2 separate regions of the Mus musculus genome follow, and region 1 is linked to region 2. The links are chromatin contacts, called in public promoter capture Hi-C maps. All regions are on one chromosome and are shown on one strand. The core of a region is the stretch at or near the end of the contact, and the rest is flanking DNA. Distances in the headings are between cores, read along the strand shown. Region 1 has its middle 43 kb from the start of 2310016D23Rik. Region 2 has its middle 31 kb from the start of Cd28.

Region 1 (4,481 bases), core at 163-2,662, 110 kb before region 2:
GTCTGCTTCTCTACAACTGAGTGTGAGCGGTTTACTACAGGTAGCTCAGGGAGATGCTTCCCCCTCCACACCCTGCAGGGGGAGACGTTGAGCACCCAACCAACACCTAGCAACGTTCCTGGGCAGTGACTCAACAAAGGTTTGCTCTAGCAGAAGCCAAGGCTCATGTACATGAAATTGTACCACAGGTCATTTTGTTACCCCTAAACACTTTGAGGGAGGGTTCATAAAGGCATCACATCACGTTCAAGAGTATTGTGTGCTTTGGCCATGTTCACGTGACAGCAGCCATACAAACAGGGCAGATTTTAGGACTGGGCTGTTTCCATCTTTGGCTTTTCTCTGCATCTTCCAGCACAAAAGCACTAGTTGCTTAGTAGGGCCCCTTGACATTCCCAGAAGTTTCTTTACACGGTCCTGTCATAAAACAACTTGTATCTCCGTCCAGTTCCATATCCACACTGACCCTTCTTCCACACTGCCCAACACAGAAGCCCCAGAAAGCAACATGCCAGCCGGTTTAAGGGTGGAGGCTTTGGTGCGCTGTCAGAAGACGCAGAATTCACATCCTCTCTCTGCCTTTTAACATCTGTGTGCCATGGGGCAAGTGGCATGGCCTCTCTAAGTCTCAGTTTCCTCTACAGCAAAGCATGAATATTTAAAATACTACCCCACGTTAGATTAAGAGTTTGAGAATTAGCACATAGTTAGCGCTTCCTCCTTCACCAGTGCTCACAAATTAACCTTCTGTGAGATGAACAGCTCTACAGACAGCAAACTTCTTGCTTACACTAAATAGACTGAAATTTGTCTCAAAATGATATCAGTTGTTCTCTTAGCTCTGCCATAAAGCTACCCAGAATAAGTCGAAGCCTTCTTCCACACAGTGGCGCTCACATGATTAAGGAAGCAATCATGAGCCCCCTTTCGAATGTCCGAGGTGAGCTATGACTTTTCCTGATTGACTGTCTCGCTCCTTCTGTTATTTCCCATATGACTTTAAACCTATCATTATTTGAGGCTGAGCCACCTAACTGCTTTCTCATCCCTCTACTTGGGCATACAGGAAAGCTGTAGGCTTTACACAGGAGTACTAGATTAGGGTTACTTGAGATCTTCTGGACAACAAAGAGTCGGGGGGGGGGGTAAAGGGTGTATGAGGCTCTATGTGTCCCACAATAGTGTCCCATGATGTCCTCTTTGCTCCCTTTCACTGGTCTGTTAGTGTAGAAGATTCAGTGGGTGAGCTCTAAGAAGAACCTGGCAGGGGTTAGAAGCTAAATAAGGGAAGACATTCCAATCCATGAGGGGCCACTTAGATCTCTACCTGTCACTTATCAGACCATGAGCTGAGTGAGAAGCCATCGTTTGTTATTCTAAACGAGAAAGACTCTGGACTTATGATGACCTCGTGCATGTGGCTCTGGGGTTTCCCTGTCTGGGCATATGCCAACTTGTCAATGGCACTCTTACAACATAATATCTAGAACTGAACACAAATCTCCAAATGTGTCCTGATGCTAATAGGACAAGACTAAATAGTGTGGCATGAATATGAATTGAGTGGGTCCCCCAAATGTCCATGTGTTAGAAGCTTCTTAGAAGGCACTTCTGGGGGTAGGGCTGCAGTAATTGGGTCACTGGGAGGACACTGACATCAGAAGAGATTACAGAATTCTGGTAGGATTCTGGGTAGTTCCTGTGAGTTGTTACAAAAGAGCAGCCTGACACCTAAGTAACACCCTGGTTTCCTGCAACAGGATCTCTGTGTTCCATGTGCTTCTGCTGTGGTGTGATATAGGGGCTCTCACCACAAGTCAATAGCAAAGCACCCCCCAATTTTGGCATTTGACCCTCCAAAACTGAGAGCTAAATAAACCAATTTTTAAAAAAAAGTATTCCATTTCAGACGTTCTGTTAAGGTGGATGATAGTCTAAAACACTGCAATGCTTGCTTCTTTTGTCTTTTCTTCTCCCTAACTGCCACTTTTTTTAGAAGTGCTTTCTAAGATGCCTTATGTTTAGCAACATGTGACATAGATTCCCCAGCTGTGCAATTCACTCATTTGCACTTCAGCTCAAAACTACATATGTGTCCTTATTGTCAAAGGTTTCGTTGATGAGTTAACATACCTGCAGGACACTGCAAAGTCCAATTCACAACTCAACAGATTTTTCACACACTAAATGCACATTGGTAACCAACCAAAAGAAGAGTCTGACCCAGAGCCCCCAAAACTTCATCATCCCAACCCCCCAATTAGCCATAGTTTGCCCAAGGATAAAAATTACTCTGGTATGGTAGTTAATCTTGATTTTTCAACTTGGCAGGATTTAGAATCACTGTGACAGCACGCCATGTCCCCGGGTCCTGAATGGAATGTGAAGGTAAAAACATGCTGAGCACCGAATGCGTCTGTCTGTCTGTCTGTCTGTCTGTCTGTCTGTCTGCTTCCTCAGTGCTTCCTCTCCTCTCAGCTCCCCTGCTTGTCCCACCATGATAAACTGTACCCTCCTCAAACCAGCAGCCAAACTAAACCTTCTTTAAGCTGCTTTAGCCCCAGCAGTGAGAAAAGTAACTGGCAGGTCCGTCTTCCAGCAGCGCCACCTAACTCCTATGATTTTATATAAATGCAGTCACAGTGTGTGCTCTCTTTGCCCAGTTGTAGCTCTGGGATTCACTCGCATTGTTGTGATAGCTACTGTGAGGCCATTCTCATTCCAAAGTGATACTTCATACTCAGATTGCTGCCTTAGCCTCTGAAAGATATCAAAGAATTTATTAATTTTAACATAGTCCTACTAACTAATTTTTTTCATGTTATGACTCTTCCAGCAAATGTTTGTCTACTCCAAATCATGAGATTCTCTATGTTTTCTCTTAAAGTCTTTGTTTTCTGTTTTAATCTTTTATTTAATCTTTGACAGTTTCATATGCATGTACATTGATCATATACACCCCAGCAATTCTCTCCCACGCTCCCCACTCACTTGGCAGCATATCCCACTTGCATTCCCATGCCTTCTCAGTTGCCTTTATAACTCTCTTGGTCTAATTAGTGCTGCCTGCTGGAGTACTGGCTTATTGGGGGAATCTTAGGCACTGACTTCATTAGTGCAACAGCCATGTCATGACCAGAAGTCGGCATTTCACAGCAGGCCTCCCATCTTCTGGCTCTTACTCTCTCTCCAGGCATTCTTCCACCATCTTTCCTGAGCCTTGGAGTATGATATGATGTAGTTGCCCCACCTAGGCCTGAGCACACAGCAGTCACTCATTCTCAGTGCTTTGACCACTAATGTGTCTCTGCATTGACTTCTACAGTGGGAAGCTTCTCTGGCCACAGTTGAGAGCAGCACTAACCCATAGACATAAATATAAATATATACAAAACACATCAACATGTCCATTAAACAAAACAATGGTAGAAAGCTCCCCATTAAGGCCTATCATTTCCCAGACCAGAAGGTTTATTTGTTTCTGTTTTGAGACAGGGTCTCTCTGTGAAGCCCTGGCTGTCTTGGAACTCATTATGTAGACCACGCTAAACTTTAGTTCACAGAGCTTCCCCTGTCTTTGCCTCCCAAGTACTGGGACTAAAGGCATGCACCACACCTAGCCTGTCATGAGCTTTTGACCAGTGTATTATATAGATGTGAATTGTCTAGTGGAACAGCCCTTAGATTCCATCACAAGGTTTGTTATTCCCACAATCTTTCTGTTTTACTTTTCGAATTGAGATTGGTGACTCATCTAGGGTTAGATTTGGGACTGTGAGACAAAAGCCAAGATATGTTTTTATTTTGTTGTTTGTTTTCATTTTTCCTGTATGGATATCCTGTAGACCCTACACCATTTACTGAGAAATCCGTTTTTCTTTTTAAATTAATTTATTTATTTTATGTGAGTATACTGTTTCTGTCTTCAGACACACCAGAAGAGGGCATCTGATCCTGTTACAGATGGTTGTGAGCAACCATGTGGTTGCTGGGAATTGAACTCAGGTCCTCTGGAAGAGCAATCAGTGCTCTTAATCGCTGAGCCATCTCTCCAGCTCCTGAGAAGTCTTTCTTTCTACTTTGGACTGAGTGGTTTCTTTATCATTAAGCAGGTAAAAGCACCTGTGGACTCTGTTCCTTTGGTTAATTTGACTCTCCTTTATAACTTTGGCTTATTTGTGTTTCCACAAGTATTGTAGAATTATGTTGGCCCTTTCCATAAAATAATCCCAGGTATCTTGACCAGAATTGTGTTGAACTCATAACATAAATTTCTGTATCACTGACATCTTTATAATTCTAAGTCTTCCCATCCATCATCCTGGTCCCTTCTTCTACTTGCTTAGGTGGGTTTAATTCTCCTGTAGCCTCCCTCAGCCTTGAAGCAGGCTGATCCAGACTTTGACCTTGCTGCCACTAAGAAGGAAATTACCTAGGGTAGAGCCTTCTGACCTTGATGGCTCTATTTGCTCTTCTTCAAG
Region 2 (3,895 bases), core at 65-2,564:
CCATCCCTCCCAAATTACTCTGCTCATTAGACCTGTGTTAGTTGGATCCACTGACATACTAAGGCATGAAAGATCCTAAAGAATGGAGCCAGGGTTCTTGTGCACAACTGTGTGATAACATCTGGCCAGATGTGTAAGCAAGCTTGCTCTTACCTCTGGAGTCTACCTTGATGACCACAATACCCAACTATTGACCCCATGGTTGTGAGGGTCACCTTGTTTCATTTTGTCTTCCTTTCCCTATACATAATAGGAGAATTATCCAAGGTGACTCCCAGACAACTTCAACATTGGAAAGGAAAGAGAATGTCTCCACACTTCAACTGAAGGTAAACTAGTCCAAGAAAGGACTTACATGTCAACTTGGAACTTCTCTGAGAGCTTCTGGGATGGTACCAAGAAAGAAGCTATGTACAGAGGAGGCTTGGGAGTGACTGGGCCAGTTCCCTTCTTGTGTCCTTTGGAGTTGCTGACTTCTAAAGGCACAGAGAATTCCTGACTGGGACTTCCCTCTGGCTTCCACTCACTGAGGAGGAATGGAAGAAGACTCTCTGGTGAGTGGATTAGAATCCCACCTGGTGTTTACACCAAGCTACAGGATGTGCTTAACATCCTGGCATGAATGGGCCAGTGCTTGGCGGCAATGAACAGCACCTGCTTCGAGTATCTACTTGGCCAAATAAACGAACGATACTCGAATATCAAGTAATTTAAGAACCAAATATATGGATGCTCAATAGCTCAAAGACCTCTGAAAGGCAAAGCAGTAGTGGAAACCACATCGATACAAGTTCTTCCTAAAGGAATGAGAAAAAGACGTAAATTTGTTTCTGTGCTATTAGCAGAAATCATGATATACTGCAACTAAATCATTACTGTTTTGGAAAGAAAAGATACTTGAGGTAAGAAATATTAATAAACAACCTATACTCAACATAGACCTATAAACCACAGAAATGGGAAGATTTAACCAGTCTCACACCTGGTGTTTATGGGTTTTGTTTTTTACAGCACATTTATTGGGGCATATAAATACAGAATATTTATATAAATACAGAATACAGATAATGTATATACATGCCATCGAACCTTAACAATATTTTAATTACAAACCTATTCCAAAGTCCAACCTAGGTCAGGAAACATTAGCACATCCTTTTCCTGTTTCTGCCTTATCCGAAAACTGGAACAAAACTCTTGGAAGGGATCCAGAGTATCAGGAAGAAATTGTTTTAAGTGTTGCTATGCATGAGCCAGGCAGCAGAGCAGCATGAGCTGACCTCCATAGCTGAGGCTCTTCCTATGTAATAATAACGCAAGTCCTAAAAAGACTCTGCTGTGCTCATTTCTGGCAGTGGGCAAGGGAATTTGTACAAATGGCTGACTCTCAGATCGGCTGTCACTCCTTCCTCTACTCCACACAGCCCCGTTAGCACTTACCTCATTCATTACACTGTAATTATTTGTTCACAGGCCTGTCTCCAGGACATGGAAAGGAGTTAAGAACACTAGCTCTGCAGCCAAACTGTCTAGATTTGAATCATAGCTCTGCCGCTAGCTCGTTTCTGTGGCTCTGAGCAAGTCCCTTAACTTGGCCAAGCTTCTGTTTTACCATCGCCAAAGCCCAGTTAATAATAGGTCATTAGAGTGTCAGCTGTGCAAACCTCGTGACAAATGGATGAAAGCCACATCCATCCTTAAAGAACATCTTCAGTAACTATTAGTGTTCTCACTTAGAGTAAAATCACTCATCTGTGTATTCCTGTCCCCAGTGTGCCTGACTCCTGAAGGCAAGAGAAACAGGGTAAGAAAGACAATGTCCTCGGCTGGTCTGCTACAGTGCACTAGTGGGACTTCTCTACTGTGTACACTAAAGAAGAATAACCAGGCATCTGTGGCCCAGCTCCAGCCATCTTCCTCTTAGGCAAGAGATGCCCTCACAGGGTATAACCCAAACCCTACATTCCCAGCTTCATCTTAGTGGGCAGACCCACATTTTTCCTCCCCAAAAGAAAGCAACTATTCTCTGTTTTCCTTCAAGAGCTAGCTTTGGTGCTGTCTCTGGGTCTCACTGGGAAAGATGAATTCCAGGTGGTGCTGGCAGAGTCACAGGTCCCCACACTGAGCTCTTCCCTGCAACCTAAACTGATCAGTCATAAGCAGGATAGTTTGACTTCCATCTGCCCTTCAGTGTGTCGTTTCTCAACATGTCCTGCTCATTGTGCCTCTAAGACTAAACAGAGAGGGATGGGGGAGGAGAGGGGAAAGGGAAGGGGAGGAGGAGGACTAGTTCTGCATCCAGATGGTAGCACACATCTGCAATCCCAGAAGCAAGGGGATTGAGGCAGGAGGACCACAAGTTCAAAGCCAACCTGAACTATGTATCAGGATCCTGGTCTTGGAAAAAGTAAAAAATTCAGATTTCTAATTTTTCCTGAGTTTAATGAAGTGTTGCATATGGGAGAAACTGAAAGGCAGACCTTGGCAGTACTGAAGAATTGAAGAGACCAGGTTTGACCTGTTCTGACCACTTTGGGCAGTATAACCTGGACTCTCTTGAACCTTTTGCCTTCTGTTTGGATTCCATCAATTACATGAGACTCTGTGGGTAGGAGGAGAGAAACCTAAGCATTTGTCAGTCTACCCTTGCCCTGACTGACTAGGTTTGACACTTATGGCAAACCTCTACATAGCTCTCACTCTGACTGTGTGGCCCTCTCTGCAGATCTAGCTCTTGCTGGGTTCTCCCCACTTGTCCCCAATGTCCCCTCAAGTCTAAGAGCAGTAACAGCTTTCCAACATGCCTAGTTTCCTTGGTCCTCCCATACTCATGTTATCTCTATTAACCCTTTCCACACTTCTGAAAGGTGTCCCTTTGTTAAAAATCTCTTTAAGGATGCTGGGCATGGCTGGCTCGTGCCTATACTATTGTTACATGGGCAGGCGGCAGGAGGATCACTGTAAATTCAAAGTCAACCTCATCTATATAATGAGTTCCAAGCCAGCCATGGTTTTATATATATCAGGTCATAGGGAAAAACCAAACACAAAATTTAAGTTAAAATAAAGTATTTTGGGAAAAACTCATTTGACTGCTAAAATCCTAACTGAAATGAGTGGTCAAACACAACAGGAAGTCTAGTGGAGAGGAAAACGTGAGCCCTTCATCGTCTGACGGCAGTGAACATTGTCTCATCCAGAACAGTATAATCCTCCTTTTCATTACACCTTGCTGTAGCAACCTGCAGACAGTGTTGTTCTGCTTAAAGAGAGAGACCCTGATCAAGCCACCCTTATACTCAGTTGCATGTGATGGTTCGGAATCTCTTCTCAAATCAAAACATGATAGGGAGTGGAAAGTCAGAGAGAAGTAGAAGTGACACAATTAACTGTTTATTTTTAGCTCAATGAGGAAGGATTTGCACTTTTGAAGATGTGACATTATGATATAGAGAGCACTCAGATCAACATACAAAGATAAAAGATCTGAAGTCTGCAAGACAGGAGCTTCTGAGAATATCGCCTCTAAGCGAATAGAGATACAAACTCTGTTTCTGTTTTTCTGGCTTTCTATCAAGTTCAGTCTTCCCTTTCATGTTTTAATGTGTTTGACTATCCATATTTCCAAATGTAGGCACAAATTTGTCATAGCGTAAAACTCCATGTGAGAACGAATTCTTGCTAGAAGGGTAGCATTAGTAAAGATTAGCCCATTGAGAAATTTCTAAAGGCAGCAGTCAAATGATAATTATTTCTCTACAAATAGAAAATGGCAAAAAAAAAAAAAAAGCAAAAATGCCCTCACTTCAACATTTGGACTTTCAGAGCCCACAGCGGCCCTGCAGTGTGAACTCCCTGACACAATACAGCACGCTTCCTCCTACCGTTTGTCAGT

The links. Promoter capture Hi-C pulls out the DNA fragments that hold promoters and counts their contacts.
Region 1: a contact with region 2 is called in a promoter capture Hi-C map of liver. The contact joins two enhancer-like sites. A contact is called at or near these places in 3 of 39 promoter capture datasets (the C10 cell line, frontonasal cranial neural crest and liver), 1 of 15 datasets of contacts at CTCF or cohesin (CD8 T cells), 3 of 484 Hi-C or Micro-C datasets (CD8 T cells and regulatory T cells), 3 of 115 datasets of contacts at active chromatin or transcription factors (embryonic stem cells and heart atrium) and 3 of 9 other capture datasets (adipose tissue, liver and pancreatic islet).

Annotation. Positions count from the first base shown.
Region 1 is chr1:60,818,737-60,823,217 of GRCm38.p6, reverse strand. No RefSeq gene overlaps it. Among named protein-coding and RNA genes, the nearest start is that of 2310016D23Rik, 43 kb to the right of the region's middle. Within about 2 kb of position 1,412, at least 21 of the 459 cell types and tissues checked have an H3K27ac peak or open chromatin away from gene starts, as enhancers often do. A contact at or near this core is called in liver, where this site is marked.
Region 2 is chr1:60,713,425-60,717,319 of GRCm38.p6, reverse strand. No RefSeq gene overlaps it. Among named protein-coding and RNA genes, the nearest start is that of Cd28, 31 kb to the left of the region's middle. Within about 2 kb of position 1,314, at least 39 of the 459 cell types and tissues checked have an H3K27ac peak or open chromatin away from gene starts, as enhancers often do. A contact at or near this core is called in liver, where this site is marked.